4 separate regions of the Mus musculus genome follow, and all the other regions are linked to region 1. The links are chromatin contacts, called in public Micro-C and promoter capture Hi-C maps. All regions are on one chromosome and are shown on one strand. Each heading gives the region's core, a stretch centred on a gene start, on an enhancer-like site or on the middle of the called end of the contact. The rest is flanking DNA. Distances are from core to core; before and after follow the strand shown. Region 1 holds the start of Cx3cl1 (chemokine (C-X3-C motif) ligand 1). Region 2 holds the start of Cpne2 (copine II). Region 3 holds the start of Adgrg1 (adhesion G protein-coupled receptor G1). Region 4 holds the start of Ccdc102a (coiled-coil domain containing 102A).

Region 1 (5,052 bases), core at 1,397-3,896:
ATGGGGGTCAAAATTCAAACCACTGCTGGGCTTGGTGGCGCACACCTTTAATACCAGCACTTGGGAAGCAGAGGCAGGCCGATTTCTGAGTTCAAGGCCAGCTTGATCTGCAGAGTGAGTTCCAGGACAGCCAGGGCTACACAGAGAAACCCTATCTCAAAAAACCAAAAAACCAAACCAAAACAGAAAATTTCAAACCACCTCAGCATACTACAGACAGAAACACTGCAGTACATAGAGCATTAGTAACCTGCCCAAGTGGGACCTTTAGGAAGGGCAGAGTTGAGCTTGAATTGGGTCAATGGGCCTGAAAGCCTGGCTACTGTGTCCAAACTGCATCTCAACAGTCACTCCTTGAAACCTGGATGAGATGGGTGGGACCAACCATCTGTAGATGAGAAGCTGGTTCTGGAGGGAGCACAGACTGCCCCCTGGAGCTGAAGCTAGGTCTGGAGGGAGCACGGAATGCTCCTGGAGCTGAAGCTGGGTCTAGAGGGAGCACGGACTGCCCCTGGAGCTGAGCAAGTTCGGGTAAAGCTGTTTTTACCTTCTCAGTTCAGACACTTGCTTATCAAATGGTTCCTTGCCAGTGGGTGGTGACTCAGACCCAAGAGACAGCTAGTTGGTCATCCCATCCTTCTTGACTTCCTCCCTGGTTATCTTCAGCTACTCCATCCATAAAGCAGCCCACCACAGTGATGGATGTTAGCCTTATAGCCTGGGTGTGTTATCATGACTATGTGTGTTAAACATGGAACTCCATTAAGTTTTGTTTAGTTGGGGATAGACACCAGGCTTTTGGCATGCCAGGTGAGTGCTGTACAGCTGAGCTATGTCCCCAGCACCATGGGAAACGTTATTAGAGAGTGCCTGGATCAGAGTTAATTTAGTGCCTCCTTCCTAATTTTACAGAATCCAAACATTTCACAATAACTCTGGAGCCAGGCTTGCATCCTGCAAACCATCTCCCTGCCCTCCAAATTCTACTCTGGAGCTCACCCTCCAGTCAGGGATTCCAAGTCTCCATTCCCAGATCCTTTCCCTTTAAATATGTAAGTGTTGATTTCCCATAATCCTCCTTGGATTCCCCTACCTACCCCTGTCTTCTCTCTCTTCTCTCTCCCTTTTCCTCTGGTCCCCCCCCCGCCCCTCCTTCTTATCCTATCTGCTGCACAGGCACAAAGAAACCTAGACTTCTGGGTTTTATTTCCCTGTTTGGTTTGGAGTTTTTGTTTTTGTTTTTGTTCTAGCCAGGCTGGAAGTCACTATGTAGCCCAGGCTAGACTTGAACTTTAGACGATCCTTCCTCCACCTCTTCAGTGCTGCAATTACAAACATGAGGTACCCTACCTGGCCCAGCCCTCCATTTTTATCACTTCTTATTAAGTCTCTCCAGCTGTAAAATGAGGCTTCCTGGCTTCTTATCTGGCCAGCTGAGGGCAGGTTCTCTGGGCCTCAGTGGATATTGATCCCTGCCAGGACAGCCACCCTCAACACTATCAGTACCCACACCAGGTGCTAGCCCTGCTACAATGTATAGCAGGAGAGAGCACGAGGTCTTCGGGGGCGGCAGCTGCAGCCTCTGCAGTCTGGACCAGGCTGGCTATGGTCCAACTGGCACCTTAGCCTAGGACAGTTTTCTACACAAACTGGTTTTTCCTTCTGGCTGGCAGCCCAAAAAGAGTAGCGCAATTCACTCCCAGCCCGAGGCTGGGGAGGCTCTGACTTTTCTAGACTCCCAGGATTGTACTCCCTGTCTTCCGGGAAGTCAGGTTGTGTGCAGTACCCAAGCTTTGCTGCTAGGTCTTGCCTGGTCTCATGGAGAAAGCTTCTGGAAGATCCGAGCCAGAAGCTGGGTTAGCCAGACTCTACAGTGGCAGAGCTACCCTGGAAGGAGGCAGGACCTCTCTAAGGCTCTGCATTAGGGTCCAAGAGGAGCCAAGAGACCCTTAGCTCCGAAGACAAGTTCGTGGCTGTGCTGTTTCGGGAGCTAGCAGAAGGCACAGCCAGCCCTGGATAGAGCAAAGGCTAGAGGGGCTACACAACAGCTAAGGAGGCCAGGAGGCCCATGTTCCCTCCATGTCCATGTCCTCAGCAGCCCTGGCTCTGCAGTCTTCTCCTCCGTGGTCTTGATAAGTTTATCGAGTGAAGCTCTGTGTGATTTGGAATGGTCTCTCCCTTCTCTGGGTCTCAGTTTCCCCACCTGTCCATAGAAGGCAGGACTGGATCTATGTTTCAGGAAACTGCTTGCCAGGTTCGGTGTTGAGTCCAGCAGATGCATAGGCTGAAATGTATCTGGGGATTTTAAGGGGTGATTGCTGGGGGTTCTGCATCGCATGGGCGAAAGACCCCATCTGCCCCCAGATCAAGAAAGAGCTTGGCAGATCCGGCCTGGCGGGGACCAGCGCTCTGCATGTCCCTGGCTCAGTGTCCGGCTTAGACAAGACCTAGGTTCTCCAGGGAAGGTAACCCTGCTAACCCACCAGGTTCCCATCGCGCCGCTCCCGCAGCGGAGCCCAGCGCAGGATTGCAACTGGTTCCCTGGCAACCTGGGAGGAATCCAGCCGCAGCTACAGGCTCTTCCTCTCCCCTCCCACCGCCTCCTACTGCGGGCGCCGGGGGCGGAGGCTGCCAGCCCATTATAAAAAGCAACCGAGACCAGCCGCGAGTGACTACTAGGAGCTGCGACACGGCCCAGCCTCCTGGCCCGCCGAATTCCTGCACTCCAGCCATGGCTCCCTCGCCGCTCGCGTGGCTGCTGCGCCTGGCCGCGTTCTTCCATTTGTGTACTCTGCTGCCGGGTGAGTGGGTCCCGGACCCTACCTCGGGGAGAAAGGAAGGGTATGCAGACTGCATCTCCCTGGGGAAAATAGGCCCCCGCGAGTCCCAGCCATCCCAGTGGCTTCTGGGGTGGGAGTCGGGGAGACACCTCGGAGGTGTCTGTGGGAGACAGAAGCTGTGTGGGGAGGAGAGCGAGGGCTGAGGGAAACCTGAGCAGGCTCCTGGCTGACGGACAAGAGGTGGTTCTTCCTACTGAGGTTAACTATAACCTGTATAAGCTCTGGCCCGGGGCCAGGGACTAGGTAGGACTTTCCCCTGCCCTGTCGCTCCAGGCCCCCAGAAATAGTTAAGGTCAAGGTCACTGCAGCTCATGGGGATGGAGCTTGTCTCTAGTACTGGCGTGCAGCTTGTCGTCTCTCTGCCTGTGTCTCCCCCATCATCCTTGCCACTTTCTCCAAACCCAGCTTAGAAAATATTTTGTCTCTACGGACTTGCTTCCTGGAGTCCACTACCTGGTAGTACAAGGTGTAGACATTCCTAGGGACATAGGAAAGATGGAGAGCTAGAGCTAGAGATCTGTTTGAGGATGCTCAGCCAGTATGCAGGGCAGGAGAGAGTGATGCCCAGGGACTTAAGGAAGGAGAGACCAACAGCCTTGCCCACCTTCTCTTTTGACCATTCCACCTCCTTTAACCTCTAGAGCTCCATCCTCAGGGAGGGCCGAGGCTATTTAGCCAGGCTAAATTAGCAGGTTGTCGCTCAGAGAAGGTGGCACTCTGCCTTAGGGCGCACTGTGAAACTGGAAAAAAATGAGAGCCAACCCCCAGCATCAAGGATATCTCCATGGAACTAAATCACCAGTGCCACAGGGAGCTGGGTGGGTGAGTGGGTGGGAGTGGGGGTGGTGGGATAAAATTGTGCCTGCCTTTCTGCTGTCTGAGCTCTGGCCCTCAAGCCTGAGATATTTGTAGACAGTGCGCACGGGGAAGTAGGAATCAGATGGAGGTTGCTTTGCCATCACCTCCCTGTGTGTCAATGGAGCAGGGTCTTGACTTCTCTGGTCCCAACTGCTGTAGCATTCACGCCTTACCGGTGAGAAAACTCCAGTGTCTAGGGAGGCATTTTGGAAAGTGCATGTGGTCATGGTGGTAGCTATCACTTTCCTAAGCTTATAGGGAAATCCTAGGCAAGGTTGAAAAGAAAACCCAGAATGTCTGATGCCTGAGGACCCTAATCGTGGTTGCTGGCTTTGCCAGGACACAGTGAGGATGGATGACTCAACCCCAGTGAACCTCAGTTTCTTCTCCCCTTGAATGAGGTATTCAGCTGGGTTCACCCTAGAGCTCCCTCAGCAAGGGGGGGGGGGTGTCTCAGGCTTTAGGGATGCTGCAGGCTGGTGCAGGGCATCTGCGTCAGTCCCCAAATGTGGGTCTGCAGGGCTGTGTCAGGCGAGCGAGCGAGCGCTCAGCGCTTTATGTAACAAACCTGCAAATGCAAGTTGGAGCAGGGAAGGCTGCTCTCCAGCACTGACGCATTCACTCCCACTCAAGTCTCAGCAAGAAAGAGAAAAAGAAAGAAAAAAAATATATCTGCTTTCAGCTGTTCCAGCCTGCTTCCCCCATCCTCAGTGGGGGTGGAGGGGGGCAGAGGCGGACAGCTCCAGTGTCAGTCAGATCGAGGGCCCTATGGATTTAATTAGAAGCTCCCCCCCCACACACACACACACACTTCTCTGTTGGTCGAGGTTTTATATGCCATTAAGCACCTCTGCATGCATCTCATCCATTCATTTGGTTGGCAAACTGGACACCTGCTGTGCGACAAGCGCATTTCTGGTTGCTAAGACCACAGCAGGGAATAAAGGGCCCACGGGGCCCAGCTCTCAGGGTGCTGAAATTTGGCTGCAATACACAAAAATAAACCAGTAAGCCATTTGGTCTGTTAGAAGGAAAAAGCACAGGAAGGGAGGGGTGGCTTAACTTGTGTTGTTTGCTTGGTTTATGTTTTGTTTTTGAGGCAGGGTCTTTCCATGTAGCTCTCCTCCTGCCTCAGCCTCCTGAGAGGGGCCTATGGGAAATGTGCTGTTCTATGCCTACATGATGTTGACATTATCTGTGGGAAGAAGGTTGGGAAATGAATGAGCTCCCTATAGGATGATGGTCCTCCCAGGGGATATTTGGCAATTTCCAAATTTATTATTATTATTATTATTACAAATGTCCCAATATTTTCAGCTCCTGGTGTAGAATGCACAGTGTCAGCCCCCACAAC
Region 2 (5,052 bases), core at 715-3,214, 240 kb before region 1:
TTCAGGATTTATTTATTTATTTAACGCATGTGAGTACACTGTCCCTCACTTCAAACCAGAAGAGGGTACACCAGAATCCGTTACAAATGGTTGTGAGACACCATGTGGTTGCTGGGAATTGAACTCATGACCTCTGGAAGAGCAGTCAGTGGTCCTAGCCACTAAGCCATCTCTCCAGCCCTGAAACCCTTTTTTCTTCCCTCCAAGAAACCCTGTATCAAAGAGCAACCACATCCATTCTCCCTCCCAGGCCCGGATGACTAGAATCCCCTGTCTACCTCTGTGGCTATGTCTCTTCTGGTCATTTTCTAAAATGGAATTATCCAGTTGGCCTTTTATGATGAGCTGCCTTTGAAACTATCCCTACTTTAATATGTCAGTACTTTCCCTGGGTGAGTAATATTCCACTGTGTGGACTTTGCACTGAACTTTCCCCTATGAACTGCTGGTATATATTGGATCTTGCCCACATTTTGGCTCTAGTGAACTATGTCTATAAGTTGAGCTAGAATGTTTATTGAACTGCAAGCATTCATGCTCAACTTTTTGCTTGAACAAACATTTTCATTTCTCTTGGGTAGGTACTTAGGAATGGAATTGCTGTGACCCCTGACCTTAGTACTCTGCCCTCCTGACCAAGACCTAGTGACATCTTTTCCCTCCCCTCCCCTCCGTACCCACCCCCCCCCAATCGCCATATTCTTCTGGGTTCTTAGAAAAGTGCTGGTCAAGTCCCACAGCTGAGTTGGGTCTCTGTGCTAATTGCCTTTCATCCTGAACTTCTCATCCATCTACTTTTCTACCTGCCATTGCTTCACAGTCTGGAAGAAGACGTTGCGGTCCCCATTTTCTACCTCTGCTCTAAGTGGCGCCACAGGTTGCTTTGTCCCAGAGCTGAGCAGAGGGCATGGAGGACTTTCTGCGCAAGAAGACGAGGAGAATCTGGAGAAAAGCAGAAAGCTCCGGGGACAGGCAGGCAGAGAGAACAAAGCTCTGTGCCCTAGGGCTGCTTAGTGGGGGCCCTTCTAAGGCTGCAAAGTGCCTGTGACTCAGAGGTGGAGGGAGCTCAGAGCTGCAGCGTGAGTCTCCCGCATTAACTCTTATCTGTCTGGAATAGAAAACCTACAACCTCAGTGCAAGGCTTTACCGCTCAGCCCCACAATCCCGAGACTTGTACACCAGGGCCCAGGGCTTTGGCCATGCTTATTAAGACCTCTGGACAGCCATGTCTCCCCCTACACCTCCCACAACAGAATCTGGTTAAAAGAGCTTCCGTGTGGTAATGTCCAGTGGTTTACTTGCTCCGAGGGTACAAAATACCACTGAGCGACCACCAGCTGCCCAGCGACAAAACAGTCCCTTAAGAACTGGTGCCTCTGGTTCAAAAGCTGGCTGCACAGAGGGGAGGCCTCAACTCTCCCGTTGATCCCAAACCCCACTCCGAACGTCTTTATCTCATCGTCTTTGTCACGGGAATATGTGTCATCTTCCCAGTCTCAGGCGGCAAGAAAACGCTATTGAAAGAAATTAAAAAATATATAATAATAAAATAAAAAAGGAAAAAAGAAAACACTGCGGTTCTTGTGCGCAGCTCGGAGGCAAGTCCTGGGCGTCTCCCCGAGGATTCCGTGCTGAGCCCTGCGCGCTTTAGGGTGAGAGCCGCGGGCGGCGCCCCGGGGGTCTAGCGGACCAGGAGATCGCACCCCCGGGTCCCCGCATCTTGAACTGGAGCGCAACGCGGGGAGCTCGGCGGTGCCTGACGCCCAGAGCGGCGGGCCCGGCGCTGGGTGCGAATTCGCGGCATCGCTCGGAGTGGCAGCCTGCTGCATCCAGGTCCTCGCGGGCCACCAGCCGGGAGCGGGACAGGCTCCGGCTTAGCCCGGAGAGCCGCCCCTCCAGGAAGCGCCCGCCTCGCGCCCGCTTCCCGCCCACATCCTCCCTCGACTGGAGGGAGGAGCCCGCGCCGCAGCCGGGGCCCGAGGAGGGCCAGCCCCAGCCCGGGCGAGCGCACGAGTGGGTACGGCCGCGCGGGTAGCGCCCTGAGCCTGTCCCGCGCCGCCGCCCGGCCGACAGCACAGCGCCCGGGGATGCCCCGGCGGCCCGGAGCACGCTGAGGCTGCGGAAAGCGCGGTGAGTGGGGTCCGCGGCGAGGGCGGGCCGGGCACTGTGTGCGCTCAAGTTCGGCCTGGGGCTTGGAGGGGGAGTGGGTTCAGCCGAAGGGACTCCGATGTCCCTGGCCGCCGCCCCCCGCAGCACGCCTGGGGGGGGGGGGCTCAGCTCCCACCCGGCCACGCGGGGGCGCCCGTCTGCGGGGGGCGGCTGGAGGATGGGCGGCTTCGGGGACACTGGCTAGCTATTTAGGAGACCCTCTTCCACCGTTAGATGTCTAGAGGGCGGCTGTGGGCTAGCGATCGCAGCCGCCAGCACAATTGTTTGGAGGCGAGCGCGCCCTTTGATCCCACCCTGACCAGGACCTGGCGCTACTCGGGATCAGCTCTAGGGCCGACTCCCTGCTCCAACTGGGGAGAAGAGATGGGGAATAGTGCCGGGCGGCGTTCCAGAAGTCGGAGTGTGTTTGCAAACTAGTTTTTGCGCAAAAGCTGTCTGGCACCTGTGTGTTTCAAGGGGTGGAGGAGGAAGCGAGAAGCCCTTCTTTTTTTCCCCATCCCCACAATGGTGCTCCTGGGAAAAATAAAGGAGACTAATGTTCCTTTTTCCTTCTCTTCCCCTCCCTTCCCGAATCCTGTCTTTGGTACAGCTGACTAGTCTTTGGATAAGGGGCTACCTCAAAAGGAGGCTGGGAGTGCCCAAGGTCACAGGTGCAATAGCAGTCCGGAGCTGGGTGGCCATTCAAAGGGTCCTCCTTGTACTCTGATTCTTCCTGCCCTATAAGAATTCTGGGGGAAGGGGAAAGGGGAAAGGCCTTTGAGAATTAGCCCAGATGCCCTTTGTTTTGTCTGACCACAGACCACCATCATGTAGGGGTGTGGAACTGTCACGCAGAGATGGGAAGGGGTATTATACTGCCCCTCTCAGAGATAGAAAGGAGTATTATACTGCCCCTGGAGGTGTCTACCGCATCTTTGTTTGGAGGCATTGTTGCTAGGCAGGCTTCCTGCTGAGAATTCCCTAGTCCAGGGTTAGGGTCCTGCTTTCCAGCCTGGGGAGATCCCCTCCCTTTGCCTTCTTCCAGGCAGAGCTAAACTCTTCCAGAATATAGCTCCCTCACCATGGGCTCAGAAGGGATTTGACGTGGGCTCGTCAAAGTGGGAGGGCCTGGTCATCCTTCCTTCTTGTCAGGAAAGCTGCTGTCCAGGAGAAACAATTTAAGGTCCCTGATGCTTCAGGATTGCAGTCAGGGCCAGAGGTGCCTACTGACTCCTAGCTCTTTGCTTGCTGACTTCTGGTCAAGTGGCTGCAACTCCCCTTGTGAGGTCAAGAATGCTGCCTTTTGCATTGGATGAGAGCCCTTCTCCCACAGGAAGGGAGGCATTTTGGGTTGGGTTGTCATTTCTAGTGGCCTGTGAACAGTCCCAATATGGGAGTTGTGAGAGACTTACCTGGCCTTGAACACCTTTTTGTGACCGGAAGTGGGATGGTGGTCTCAACTGTGTATTTCCAGTTTCTGTAAAGTAGGACCGTCTCCTGGGCCTCCTGGAAACTGACCAGACACAAACACTAAAGCGAGAGTTTATTGCCACCTTGGCAGGGGGCCCAGTGAACTCTGGGGCTGTCCTCAGATGATAATGAGCCCCTGGAATGGGAGAGTTCATCAGATGCATTTCTGCATGGAAAAACCAGGGACAAAGGCTATGGATGCTTGAGTTCTCTGTTGCTTCCTGCCTTCCTGCCTTCATGCCTTCACACACACACACACACACACACACACACACACACACACACACACCCTTTGGCTCTGGGTGTTTTTCCATCTGTGAAACGAGGGCCGACGGCAATACCAGCCCATTTGCAGAGCCAGTAGGAAGGCTAGGGCCAGGAAACGGGGCAGGTATTCTTACACGTGGAGAGCTCTTCATGAGGGTCTGTGATTGCCTTTCAAGCCCTCCCCCAGTGCCGTAAGAATTAAAAACCCTCAGGGGACCACGTGAAGAAGAGGGTCAAAATGGAGCCTCAGTTTATCTGTATAATAGTGAGGTGTGCGTGCACTCTCTGTCCCCCTCTCTTTCCAGGTAATTGTGTGCTTCCTTAAAGGTAGTTGTGAGGATCCGTTTAGATGACAAGGAGCTTGTGTGTCAGCGCTGTGACTGGTGCGGGAGGCACTTGGGAACAGCTGTCATCCCATTGTTCCTGGGAATATTACTGCACTTGATTCGCATGACTGCATCCAACATTCCTTCTGGAATTTTTTTTGCCGGGGGGTGGGGGGGCGCTTAAGAGACGAGTCCTGGAATCAGATGCTGGTACCTCTGGGCCATTCGAGGGGCAGAGAGGCCAGGGTAGGAAGGTTCGTTCTACTCAGACCAAGTGTAAAGAAGTAATGCACCCCTACCTGGAGCTGACCTCACTGGGCTCTGACGCTTGAACAGAAGACGGAAAAAGCACTCTCTAGTAATTGCACTCCTGTCAGGAGAAAGGATCTGTACCTGCTGAGACTTCCTAGGTGCTCCTGCCTTCCCCTCTTCTGCCCTCCCCTAGCCCTGCGAGACAGGCTGGGGCTGCAGAGGGTAGGAGCAGAACACCTCCAGAATCCAGCCATCTCGCTTCGAAGCACATGGCTTCCGAAAGGTCTGTGTGGTCTCTATAGAAGCAGGAGGCTCGGGCACCCTGCCATCTAGGCAGGGCAGGCTGGAGATGGTGACCATCCAACCATGGTCCACCCCTTGCTGTCCAGGAGAGACAATGCTTGAAGACTGACCCTGGGCCAGAGGTGCCTTCTGTGTCCTTTGCTCTTGTTTGCCTCCTGAATCTGGCTCCGACGGAGGCCAAAGAAACTACTGGTTAGTGTGTTGGAGTACCGTCTACTTATCACCCACAGCCACAGCTTTGTCCGCTGGAATCTGAGAGGAAGAGACAGGGCATATCCCCATCCCT
Region 3 (5,052 bases), core at 1,476-3,975, 200 kb after region 1:
TCAGCCATTGAGAGGGACTGAGTGTCTTCTCAGGGAGTCCTCACAGCCTGGAAAGGTGCCCCTAACACCTGCTGTGCACACATAGGAGGCTGAGGGAGGTGACTGAACAGCAGGTGGGGCTGGGCTTCAGGCAGTCTGAACTAGCAATCCCCACCCCCACCCCTTACCCCACCCTACCCCCACCTCATCATTTCTACTGCCCGCCCCACAGGGTGTTTGTTTTCTGAACCAGAGAGGCCCAGGCACCTAGGACTTACTAGGCAAATATTAGCTCAGTGGATAAATACAGGAACTAGGGAAAAATGCCCCAGTCAGAAGCCCTGCCTGAGTTCACACCTGCCACCGTGGGTGAAGCCAACACCTTCGCAAGGTTCAAGAGGAGCTCAGCCATGGCTTTCCACAGAGATGGGGAGCTCACCCCCTGACCTTGTGGGCTCCACCAGCTCTGAGAGGGAACATGGAAGCTTGAAAACACGGGGTACACACCTGGGGACTCCCTCACCTTCTCACGAGGTACCCAGGAAGGGGAGGGCTCTGTATTCTTTTCTCTGTCGTCAGTGATGGGTGGGAACAAGCCTGATTCTGGAGTTCAGCTGCCTGGGTGTGACTTCAAGCCTATTCCTGGGCCTGACTCTTGACTTGCTTGGGTGTACCCTGCCCCTCAGGGCCAGGATGCTGCTCCCTCCAGGATGAAGGAGAAGTCAGGTGTGACCTAGAGTTTACATTTGGCTCAGGTCTAGCTGCCCGGATTATGGTGGTTACAATCCATCTCTGCAGGTAGCAGGTCTGAGACTTGGATAGGTTCTGGTTACATTTCATTTCCTTAACCTACTGTACTAGGGGATGGTCTGGGTCACCAGGAGACCATACCTTCAGACTCACAAATGCTCCTCAGTGCCTACCTACCCTGCCAGGGCTCACTACTTTTCCAACTCTTGTTATCATTGGAGGGCAAGCAGGGCAAAAGAAGGGGTCCCCATTTGATATATGACCTGCGGCACAGAGAGGTTAAGCAACCTTTCCAAGGAAACCCAGTGAAAGTGGGCTCAAGACTGGGATTCTAGCACCAGTCCTTGCTATTAGGTGACAGAATGGTAGCTATATCACATGACGAGGCCCCTGAGGACATAGAAGAGGATGTGAAGTGTGGGTGTCACAAGTTAGGGATACAAGAAATCACTGGCACTCCCCTGTGTCCTTATCAGGGCAGACAGTGCCTCTGGGGCCATGGGGATCTGTAGTCAAGCTTTTTCTCTGGGTCCTTTTTTTGACATTCATCTTCCTTGGCTCCTCCCCACCCCCATCTGCTCAGTTCTAGAGATCCAGTTTGTGCTGGGCAGAGCAAGTTTGCATGCCCACCCTGTAGCCAGAAGTTCCCACGTGGAAGGGGTTATGGCGGGATTGAGAGTCCCAGTGGGGCCTATGCAGACAGGTGCTTATGTCATCTCAGGGGACTGGTGCTCCCTTTTGATATCCTTCTCAACTCTGTGGCCTCGTCTCTGTCTTTGGTTCCTTCATTCAGTTGCACAGCAGTGAGCACCCTCCTCCTCCTCATCCCTAAAGTCAGGATCACCGACCCCAGGGCCTTTGCACAGACTCTTCCATCCACTAGAATGCTCTGCTCTTGGTACCCCGTAGGCTGCCTCCTTGGATGCTGTCTACACTCAAGCATCATTTCTCACCGTGAATCCAGCCCTGCTCCTTTATCAACTCCCCTCACCATATTTTCTCCCCATTATTCTTACTATAGCTCTGGATAGATTTCATATTTATTGCTCATTAAATTTATGATCTGTATCCCTGCAGCTTTGAGCGGGCAGGGATTTTAGTATATGGCTTGTAGCTGTCGCTCCTATGCCCTGCACAGTGCCTGGATCACAGCAGGCTTTCCACAAACATGTGACGGAATCCATCCGCTGGTCCATCTGTCCATCCACCTATCTATCTATCCATCCATCTTTTCTTATCCACTCACTAGCCATACATCTTCCCTCTAGACCAGACCCTATTCTGGCCCTGCTCTGGTAACTGCTGGGGAAAAGCAGACAAGACAAGCATGGGGATTGACCTGAGGGGCAAGAAACACAGTGGCGGAAAAACATGGCGGGAGGGCCCGGTGGGGAGGGAAGCGAGGTAGATCCTAGGGGACTGACAACCCCATGGGCCTGGCCCACAACAGTGTTTCATACCCCTTGCTCAGAGGATCAGCTTCTGCTTGGATTGGCGTCCTCAGGGAAGTATGGCTCAGCCAGCAGGTCTCTATGTTGGGAGCTAGGTGTGTGCATCAGGACTCACACACATACCCCGCCCCCATACTAGTGCCTGATTGCAAGAGCATTGAAAGAGAGGTGGGTGGCAGGGTCTGAAGGAAGTGCCTGCACGAGGCCTCTCTCCATTGGTGGAGCTCGCCTGGACTTCTCCCCTTGGCCCCCTTCCAAGATACCTGGGGCAGCTGCCACCTCCCATCCCTAGCAAAAAGCTCCAGTTCCTGCCCCCTCACCTTCTGCCTGCTCTGATCCCACCTGAGTCCAGCAGGACATATTGTGAGAGCCCCACCCACAGCCCCGGAGCCCTCCTGTATCCAGCCTGTGGCTGGTGTGAATGGCGCTGCAGACAGGATATGGTCTGAAGAGGCTGGAGAAGCCACAAAGGGCTGGCAGTTTGCAGGTGTGTGTGGGCGTGGCGGCCTGCCTCCCACAGCCTGAAAAGGGTCTCTGAAGCCCAGAGACAGCGTGATCCCGGCCTCCCACGGGGCAGCTTTTACTGTCTAGGGAAGAAATCCCCAAAGTCCATGGAGTCTGAAGACTCTGTCAAGCCTCGCTAGGAAACCTAGGAGTTTTAGAGGGCACTTGGCACCGGAAGCTAGCCGGGTAGGCGGAGCCTCACCTGGATTGAGTTCACAGCTGCCTAGACAGGCTCAGACTAGGTGCTGGGCACCTGGGAGGAGGAGGAGACATTAGCAGCAAAGGCTGTTAACAGAAGTGCCTGCCTAGGCTTGGAGGCAAGACGCTGCTGTTCACAGTGCGAGACGGAGGTAAGAGAGGGCAGCGGGTACGGCATGCACTTCGCCTGGCCTGGCCCGCTTGACCTTAGTCTAAGGTTTAGCGCAGTGCTTGGGAGTTCTCGAGTGTGTGCTGGATCGTATCTCCCAGGGAACGACTGAGTTTGAGGTTCTAGCTGGTCCTAGGATACTCCTTGCCGCTCAGAGTGTGGGGCTGGGCGTGCTCACGAGGGGGCACTGGAACACGTTGGCCAGCTGTGTCCCTCTTTGCTCAGAAGGGCACCACTGCCACGAGGGCCAGAGTGAAGCTTGGACCCTGGCGTGTGGTTGAGGACTGGCGGCATGAACCCCATTTTTCCCTTTGTCCCTAGTGCTTCCCAAGCAGTTTCCTCCTGAGATCCACGGGGGCGGGGAGGGCGGGGGGTGGGGGGACCGGTTTAGCAGCAGCTCACTTTGGTTGTTTGACTTTTGAGGAGGAAGAGGCAGGCAGCCTTTCCTGGTAAGCCAGCAAAAGGGTAGATAGAGCTCATGTATATGTCTCTCTGTTGCTGCCAGCCACAGGTCCCCATGCCTGTCAGCCCAGGTCTGTCACCCCGTCTGCAAGAGTCACTAGAGGGGGTCCCAAGAGTGCACACCTCCTACCAGTTGCTTCCCCCACATGGTAACCCCAAAGATGCACCCAGATAGGTAAAAGTTCAGGCTTGCCATGGCCTCTGGTGGGACCCTGGCATTCCTTCCAGCTGGACCCATGTCCCTAGCTGTACCATGATGGAGATAGACGGGCCCCCAGATGTCAAATCATATATGGCTTCTAAAGCCCCAGTGCCCAGCCCCCAGCCCTAGCTCACAGCCCCCACTCAACCAGACAAAGGTGGGCGGCTGGCGCCGCTGTTTGCCTCTGCCAGTCTGACTCCCTGAGGCGTGTGGGCTGCATGGTGGGCCCCTGCTAATGAGCATCTGTTATCACTCCATTATGCCGCCTGCGCCACCTGCACCCCAGCACTTAGTGGGAGACCCCGGGGGGTTCCCTGGCAGCTGGGCAGAGGGGCATGCAGAAGGCAGGAGGTGTTGGGGGGGGGCAAGGTCTTCCGGGGCTAGGGGGCCCCATGCTCTGTGGGATTTCTACAAAGTACTTAGGATTCCAGCTCTTTATTGTATCAAAAGAGAAGTGCTGGGGATGGGCGGGGTGTAATCGCCACACTAGGATGGATGAGGCAGATCGGTTTTGAGTTCCAGGCCAGCCTGGGCTACGTGGAGAGATGCTGTATTGAAAGAAAAAGGGGGAGGGAAAAAGGGGAGGAGGTGGTGGCAGTCTAGGGGGATTTTGGGTGAGGAAACGAGTGTCTGTGAATTCCCAAGTGAGTCTCCCCAGCCAACATCTCACAAACGCATCTGTGCTGTGTATGTATTGAGAAGGGGATGTGGTTGCACATGAGGGCACAACCAAGATTCCGGTCCTGGAGACTGGCAGTGAGTGACCTGGCATAGTGTTCTTCGTAAGATGGAATGACCTACCCATTCTTCGTACGGGGCTGTACTGTCTTGTGGGGTAGTCCCTAAACCTCTCTGGGCTTCCCTTGCCTGCCTTGGTACCGAGGAGATAATGCTTCTCTGCTTGATCAGAGACAGTTGGACCAGTTCTGGTATCTGAGCAGCTTCCACTCAAACCTCAGGACAGGACCCGGGGAGGGGCGGCATAGACCGGGCACAAGTGTGAAACAGTTGGCAGCAGCTGACATGGCCTTTTTGGGGAATGCTAGTCACCTCAGACCATGCTTGGCTCTCTAGCTGAGGCAGGGTGGCTTCTGTGGAGGGTCGAAGTCCCTCTGTTCCTGCACACTGGAGATATTTTAGGAGCAGCCTCAAGGGGCTAGGGAGATAACTCAGCTGGCAAACATGCTTGCTGTGGAAGCATGAAGGTCTGGGTTTGGATTCCCCAGCGCCACAGTAAAAAGCTGAGCTTGGTGGTTTGTGCTCGTACTCGAGAGAGGCAGAGACAGGAGGGTCTCCAGCAAGTCTAGCTGAATCAGAGAGCTTCAGGCTTTGGGAGA
Region 4 (5,052 bases), core at 1,584-4,083, 150 kb after region 1:
GCTTCAGTAACCCGGGTACACATGCCTCATGCTATAGATAGGCAGACAGGGCCCAGCTGCCGGTCACTTGCCCCTTCCTGCCCAGGTTCAGTGCCTTCTTTGTTTGATGACATTATAGGGGGTGGGCTCCCGATTTATCACAATGCTGCCACTGCACTCCAAGCTCGGGGGGGGGGAGCAGCCCCCACATACCCAGAGGGTTCCTTTCTGTCTTCATCCTTCCTAAAGTCAGGCAGCCCATCCTCCTGACTCAGGTGCCACTACTAGGAGGAAATGCCCTAGATGCCCTGTCCCATCCCACAGCCAGCCATACCTGGCCAGTGGCCTCTCTTATAGCACAGCCTCCCACTCAATGAGACATGTGTGCCACTTATATCTTGCGTATAGTACTTGCTTAAAGTTGGCTGGAGGGATGGAGGATGGAGAGCTGTACCCTTGTGTCTGAGCTGAGCTGCAGGTCTCAGAGCTCCTGAACTCCAGCTGTCATTCCCCGTTCTCAGAAACAAGGATGTTTTGACTGGACACTCATTTCAGGCCACAGATTCAGTGCTGCCCGTAGGAAGTGACCAACGTCGTCTTTTGTTCACAGACTCATTGGGAACGTCTCCCTTTCCTTCTACATCTGTAAACTCCTACACACCCTGCAAGATGGACCTGCAACATCTCCTCGCTTGAGAAGAACTTTCCTAACCTCTGAATACTTCGTGCTAGTTTCCCTAAAACACCAGCACCTCCTCCTTTGGGGGTGGCAGTTCACCACCTGTGGGTCACGACCCCTTTGAGGGGGGGTGTCACAAATCAGACATCCTGCAAATCAGATATTTACATTATGATTCATAACAGCAGCAAAACTGGCTATAAAGTAACAAAAATAATTTTCTGGCTGGGGGGGGGGGGTGGTCACCAAAGCATGAGGAAGTGAATTAAAGGGTTGAGGCATTAGTGAGGTTGTGAACCTCTCCTTTAGGAAGTGTGCATTCTAAAAAGCTCTCAAAGGCTTCTTGATTTTGTTAGCTATTTGAACAGGGCTGAACAATGTGCTGTCTGAATGTGTCCTGAGCCTATGGGAGATGGATAAAGCTCCTATTAGGGGGACCTCTTGTGACCAGACAGAGTTTGGGAGAGCGGTGTCATCCTAAAAATCAGAAGTTGGTTTTCAGCCAGGCGCTAATACAGGTAGGTGTCTAAGCCCATCTGTGGCCAAGGTCAGAGTCCGGTGTCTGAGCTCTTGCCAGAGGAACTCTCTGATGGGGAGAGGGAGGAGATATTCAACATTGTATTCTGCCCTCGAGGTTCGGTTGGTTTTCTCAGAAGCCACTGCAAGGAATGAGAAACACTAAGCCCTGGATGGGGACCAGCTGAGGGAATGGGGAACCCAAGACCTCCACAGCTCAGAATTCTCCCGTATCTTCTTAGAATCTTTCAGGTGGACTCTGGGGTAAGCCCAGGGCCACAGGCCTAGCTGTGGGTAGGGATTAGAGCCCAGCAGGAAACCACAAGGGGACTGCCTGATTGGATAAGTGCAGGGCCCAAGGCTGGTCAGCCCGCAGACTGTGGGCTGTCTGTCCCTCTGACCATGGATACTGAGAGAGCCCAGCTTACAGCTGCTGGACCTCCAGGAAAGAAACGGAGGGGTGGGGAAGGGAGGAGAGCAGGGTTTCTATGCTAGAACAGAGCTTGTGGCTGGGTCATGCGTGACTACCTGAAGAGCACCATGCCCCTGGAAGCGCTTACTAGGGAGATCTTCAGATACTAGGCCCGCCAAACAAACATGACTTGGAAGAGTGGAAGCTTTCACCTACTCCAGCCCCAGGACTCTTAGCAACTCTTGGCATCGCACATTCGTATAGAACAGACATTAACCCTAGCGTTGCTATTACACACCGTGTGGTATGTGCAGGTTCCTGGCCTTTCTGAGCATCAGTTTTCCTATGTATTGAGAGGCACCAACAAGATTTCTAATTCCTCCAGCAGGTGGGTAAGACTCTGCCAATAAGAACTCATCGTACTCCTACAACAGCTCAGTAATCCGGGCCGAATAAGGGACATTCACTTACGCAAACTGAAGTCCCGGGATGAGGAAGAGTGCTACCCCTCGGCACAACCAGGGCAGTGGGCTGCTGAAGCCCTTCCCTTCTCTTAGCATCAAGCCCTTGCCCCACTTGCCCGCATTCCTTCCCGAAATTAAGTTTTCAGCTTTCCAGGGCCCAGTCCCTACTTGGTAGCCCCTTCGCGGGCCACCAGCCCCGCTCCCCCTAGCGGCTGGAGGGGGTGCGGGGGTCCGGTCCTGCAAGACGCGGTCCCGCCCACCCCACCGCTTGGTTTCCATTGGTAGCGCAACGGGTCTGGGCGTAAAGCCGTGCTCCGATTGGCCAGTGCCACCCGTCCGTCCGGCACTCGCCATGGTGACCACGTTGGGTCCCCCGGGAGAGTTCCACATTCCGCCCCCGCCTGCCATCCCCCCCCCTCCTGGCCCTGCCGGCATTCCACGGGCGCCCCCTCCCCCACTGTCCCGCCACGGGACCCGGCTTCCACGGGGATGGAGACGGGCCGGGGGACTCTAAGTGGGACTAAAAAGTTGGACTCAAGTTTGGGGTGCGGCGGGCGCCGCCCCGGCTCCTGTCCCTCGCTGCAAAGTTCTTCCCTCGCGTGAGCGGCTCCGAGACCGCAGCGAGTACCCTGTCGCGATGACCTCCCGCCCCGCCGTCCCCACTCACCTCGGGCCGGGGCTGGGATTCCGGACGTCCGAACTGCTGCTCTGGGTGGAGCGGGCGCGGGGCTGGCTGCGGCGGCCGTCGGGAGGCCGGGGGAGGGCCGCCAAGTCTCCTCCTCCTGCCAGGGGAGGGGAAGGGGAGCGGGCGGGGGCCCCTCGTGGGGCGCGGTTTGCTGCGGGTTGGGGCCAGGCAGCCGGACCCCCCTGGCCCGCCCAAGCATGGGGTCGCCCAGGCAGGATCCGCGTCCTCGGCTTTCCCGCCAACCACGGTCTAGGTGATCCAGGACAGGAGTGGGCACCATGACCCACGAGGAGCTTCACTTTGGTTAACTGCATTACTTCCAGTGCTAGCGCTGACACCGACTGGACTTGGGCCAGAGTCCATGTCCTCACTGGGCCTCGGTTTCCCTTTTTTGTACAAAGCGACTTCAGGCCTATAAAGGAGAGTGATGGGACCTACTCCCACTGTGGAGATTTTCCCTCTGGTGTGCGATGGTGCTTGGCAGAACCCTCTGACCTTCTTGTACACACCCATTAGGCTCAGGCTCTCTCTCTCTCTCTCTCTCTCTCTCTCTCTCTCTCTCTCTCTCTCTCTTTGGGATAGGGTGTCTGTAGTCTTGTCAGGGAAGAAGAAGGTCAAGATGGTATCTCCCCTTCACATCCTGCTTCGAGGTTGGTCTGTCTTGCCGACAGGACCAAAAGTCACAAAAACGCGTGGGCAGCTAAGCTGGGTTAGGTTATTGTCCAGAAAAGATAAAGATTATGAAGATAAACGAATCACATACTTCTTGGTTAAGAGTGTTTTAATTCTAATCATGGTCACGAGCATAGTGGTTTGTGAAGAGTGAATCACATACTGAATGTTGAAGGTTTTTTTCCCCCCTTACGGAGTTGAGCTATTATTGGTTTGCTGTAAGAGATTGTTTTGTTTTACCAAAATACCGGGGCTAGCTGGATATGGTGGTGCACCCCTTTAATCCCAACACTTGGGGCCTCTAATCCCAGCATTAGGGAGGCAGAGACAGAGGCAGGCAGATGTCTGCCTCACAGGAGTTTGAGGCCAGTCTGGTCTATCTACATAGTGAATTCCAGGAGAACCAGAGCTAGTAGAAAACCCCTGATTTACAAAAATAAATAAACCAAACAAACAAACAAACTAGGGCTTCTTCAAAAACAAGGATCCTTTGACCTTCCCCCCTTTAAGGGGATCCTGTGTGTATTTGGTGGCCTCCAAGGTCAGAAGAGGGGCTCAGATCCCTTGAGACTAAAGTTACTGATAGCTATGAGCTACCATGTAGGTGCTGGGAACTAAACTGGGGCCCTTTGAAATAGCATTAAGTACTCTTAACCACTGAGCCACTTCTTCAGATCTCCCCCCCACCCCCAGCCCCCCACTGAGTATTCTGAGAACTCAGTACATCTTTTTGATGTCATACACTTCCCCCACATCCTTCTCTGTGGTCTTCAGCTGTCTTCTCTGCCCCACCCCCACCAACTTTGTGAAGTCCCACAGATTTTGCAAGTTTTATAGTTTCACTTGCCCCTTCATGTGCTGGGCAGGTAGTGAGTGGTGCTTGCTTGGCAGCTGTTATAATCAGCAGAAGACCAGTTTGGGTGGGAATGCTTGCACTTTGGTTAGCATCTACAGATCACTAGCCTGCAGACCCTCCATTGGCTGTCCTCTACATCATGTACAGGGGGAATGTGTGAGATACACATATTGAGAACTCATGACAAGACAAAAAGAAAAAACAGACTTCCTTCTAGACCTGGGGAAATGAAAGTTTAGATTGGCTTTTGACTCGAATGGGATCTCACAGCAGTGAGATGTCCCAGGGAGAAGGGATGTCCTGGCAGTGACAGCTCTGAACCAAGATCTCAGAGCTCTTTCTCTAGTGTTGGGAGCTGGTAAAGGGTGGGAAAGTGATGGAGGTCCGGCTTATGGTATAGTTAGCCTTTGACTGGACTTCATTGCAACTGAGCCCTCTCTCTTTGGAGAGGAAGTAGTGTGTGTGTGTGTGTGTGTGTGTGTGTGTGTGTGTGTGTGTGTTTTGCATAGGGTGGATGAGATGAGGGGAGCCACTCACTCTTGGAACTCAGTACATGCTGGCCATATAGGCTAGATGGCTCTCTTAAGTTACCTAGCTGTGCAGCTACTCTGTACTGGCCGTCATTACCACCATGTCATGATGAGCCCAGGGAATATCAGAAACCCATTGGTTGGCTTAAATTCACTCTGGGAAGTGGCAGAGCCTGTATCTCCCAAGTTTGGTTACTGACCCTCTTCTAGGCACCTCTAGTGAAATGGTAATCTGGTTTTAGCCTCCCTCATCTGTGGA

What was found. Promoter capture Hi-C pulls out the DNA fragments that hold promoters and counts their contacts. A called contact is a pair of places that touch in the nucleus more often than the background predicts.
Region 2: a contact with region 1 is called in a Micro-C map of embryonic stem cells, with 2.2 times the contacts expected there. The contact joins the promoter of Cpne2 here to the promoter of Cx3cl1 in region 1. A contact is called at or near these places in 15 of 39 promoter capture datasets (the 3T3-L1 cell line, 3T3-L1-derived adipocytes, the C10 cell line and 9 more), 3 of 484 Hi-C or Micro-C datasets (the Ba/F3 cell line, colorectal tumor organoids and embryonic stem cells), 2 of 115 datasets of contacts at active chromatin or transcription factors (embryonic stem cells and pancreatic cancer cells) and 1 of 9 other capture datasets (liver).
Region 3: a promoter capture Hi-C map of stem cell-derived epiblast-like cells shows a contact between it and region 1, with 2.5 times the contacts expected there. The contact joins the promoter of Adgrg1 here to the promoter of Cx3cl1 in region 1. A contact is called at or near these places in 4 of 39 promoter capture datasets (embryonic stem cells, hippocampal neurons, liver and 1 more), 1 of 115 datasets of contacts at active chromatin or transcription factors (pancreatic cancer cells) and 2 of 9 other capture datasets (adipose tissue and liver).
Region 4: a promoter capture Hi-C map of fetal liver shows a contact between it and region 1, with 2.6 times the contacts expected there. The contact joins the promoter of Ccdc102a here to the promoter of Cx3cl1 in region 1. A contact is called at or near these places in 8 of 39 promoter capture datasets (the C10 cell line, the HPC-7 cell line, HPC-7-derived erythroid cells and 4 more), 1 of 15 datasets of contacts at CTCF or cohesin (large pre-B cells), 5 of 484 Hi-C or Micro-C datasets (the G1E-ER4 cell line, Th2 cells, embryonic stem cells and 2 more), 2 of 115 datasets of contacts at active chromatin or transcription factors (both in embryonic stem cells) and 1 of 9 other capture datasets (embryonic stem cells).

Annotation. Positions count from the first base shown.
Region 1 is chr8:94,769,534-94,774,585 of GRCm38.p6, forward strand. It overlaps Cx3cl1 (chemokine (C-X3-C motif) ligand 1), which reads left to right and starts at 2,647. Exons shown (of 3, transcript NM_009142.3): 1 at 2,647-2,801. The coding sequence starts at 2,732.
Region 2 is chr8:94,531,064-94,536,115 of GRCm38.p6, forward strand. It overlaps Cpne2 (copine II), which reads left to right and starts at 1,965. Exons shown (of 16, transcript NM_153507.2): 1 at 1,965-2,130.
Region 3 is chr8:94,974,384-94,979,435 of GRCm38.p6, forward strand. Adgrg1 (adhesion G protein-coupled receptor G1) reads left to right here and starts at 2,726. Exons shown (of 14, transcript NM_001198894.1): 1 at 2,726-3,034. Gm30968 (a long non-coding RNA gene) reads right to left here and starts at 2,345. Exons shown (of 4, transcript XR_879113.3): 1 at 2,190-2,345.
Region 4 is chr8:94,915,265-94,920,316 of GRCm38.p6, forward strand. It overlaps Ccdc102a (coiled-coil domain containing 102A), which reads right to left and starts at 2,834. Exons shown (of 9, transcript NM_001033533.3): 1 at 2,718-2,834.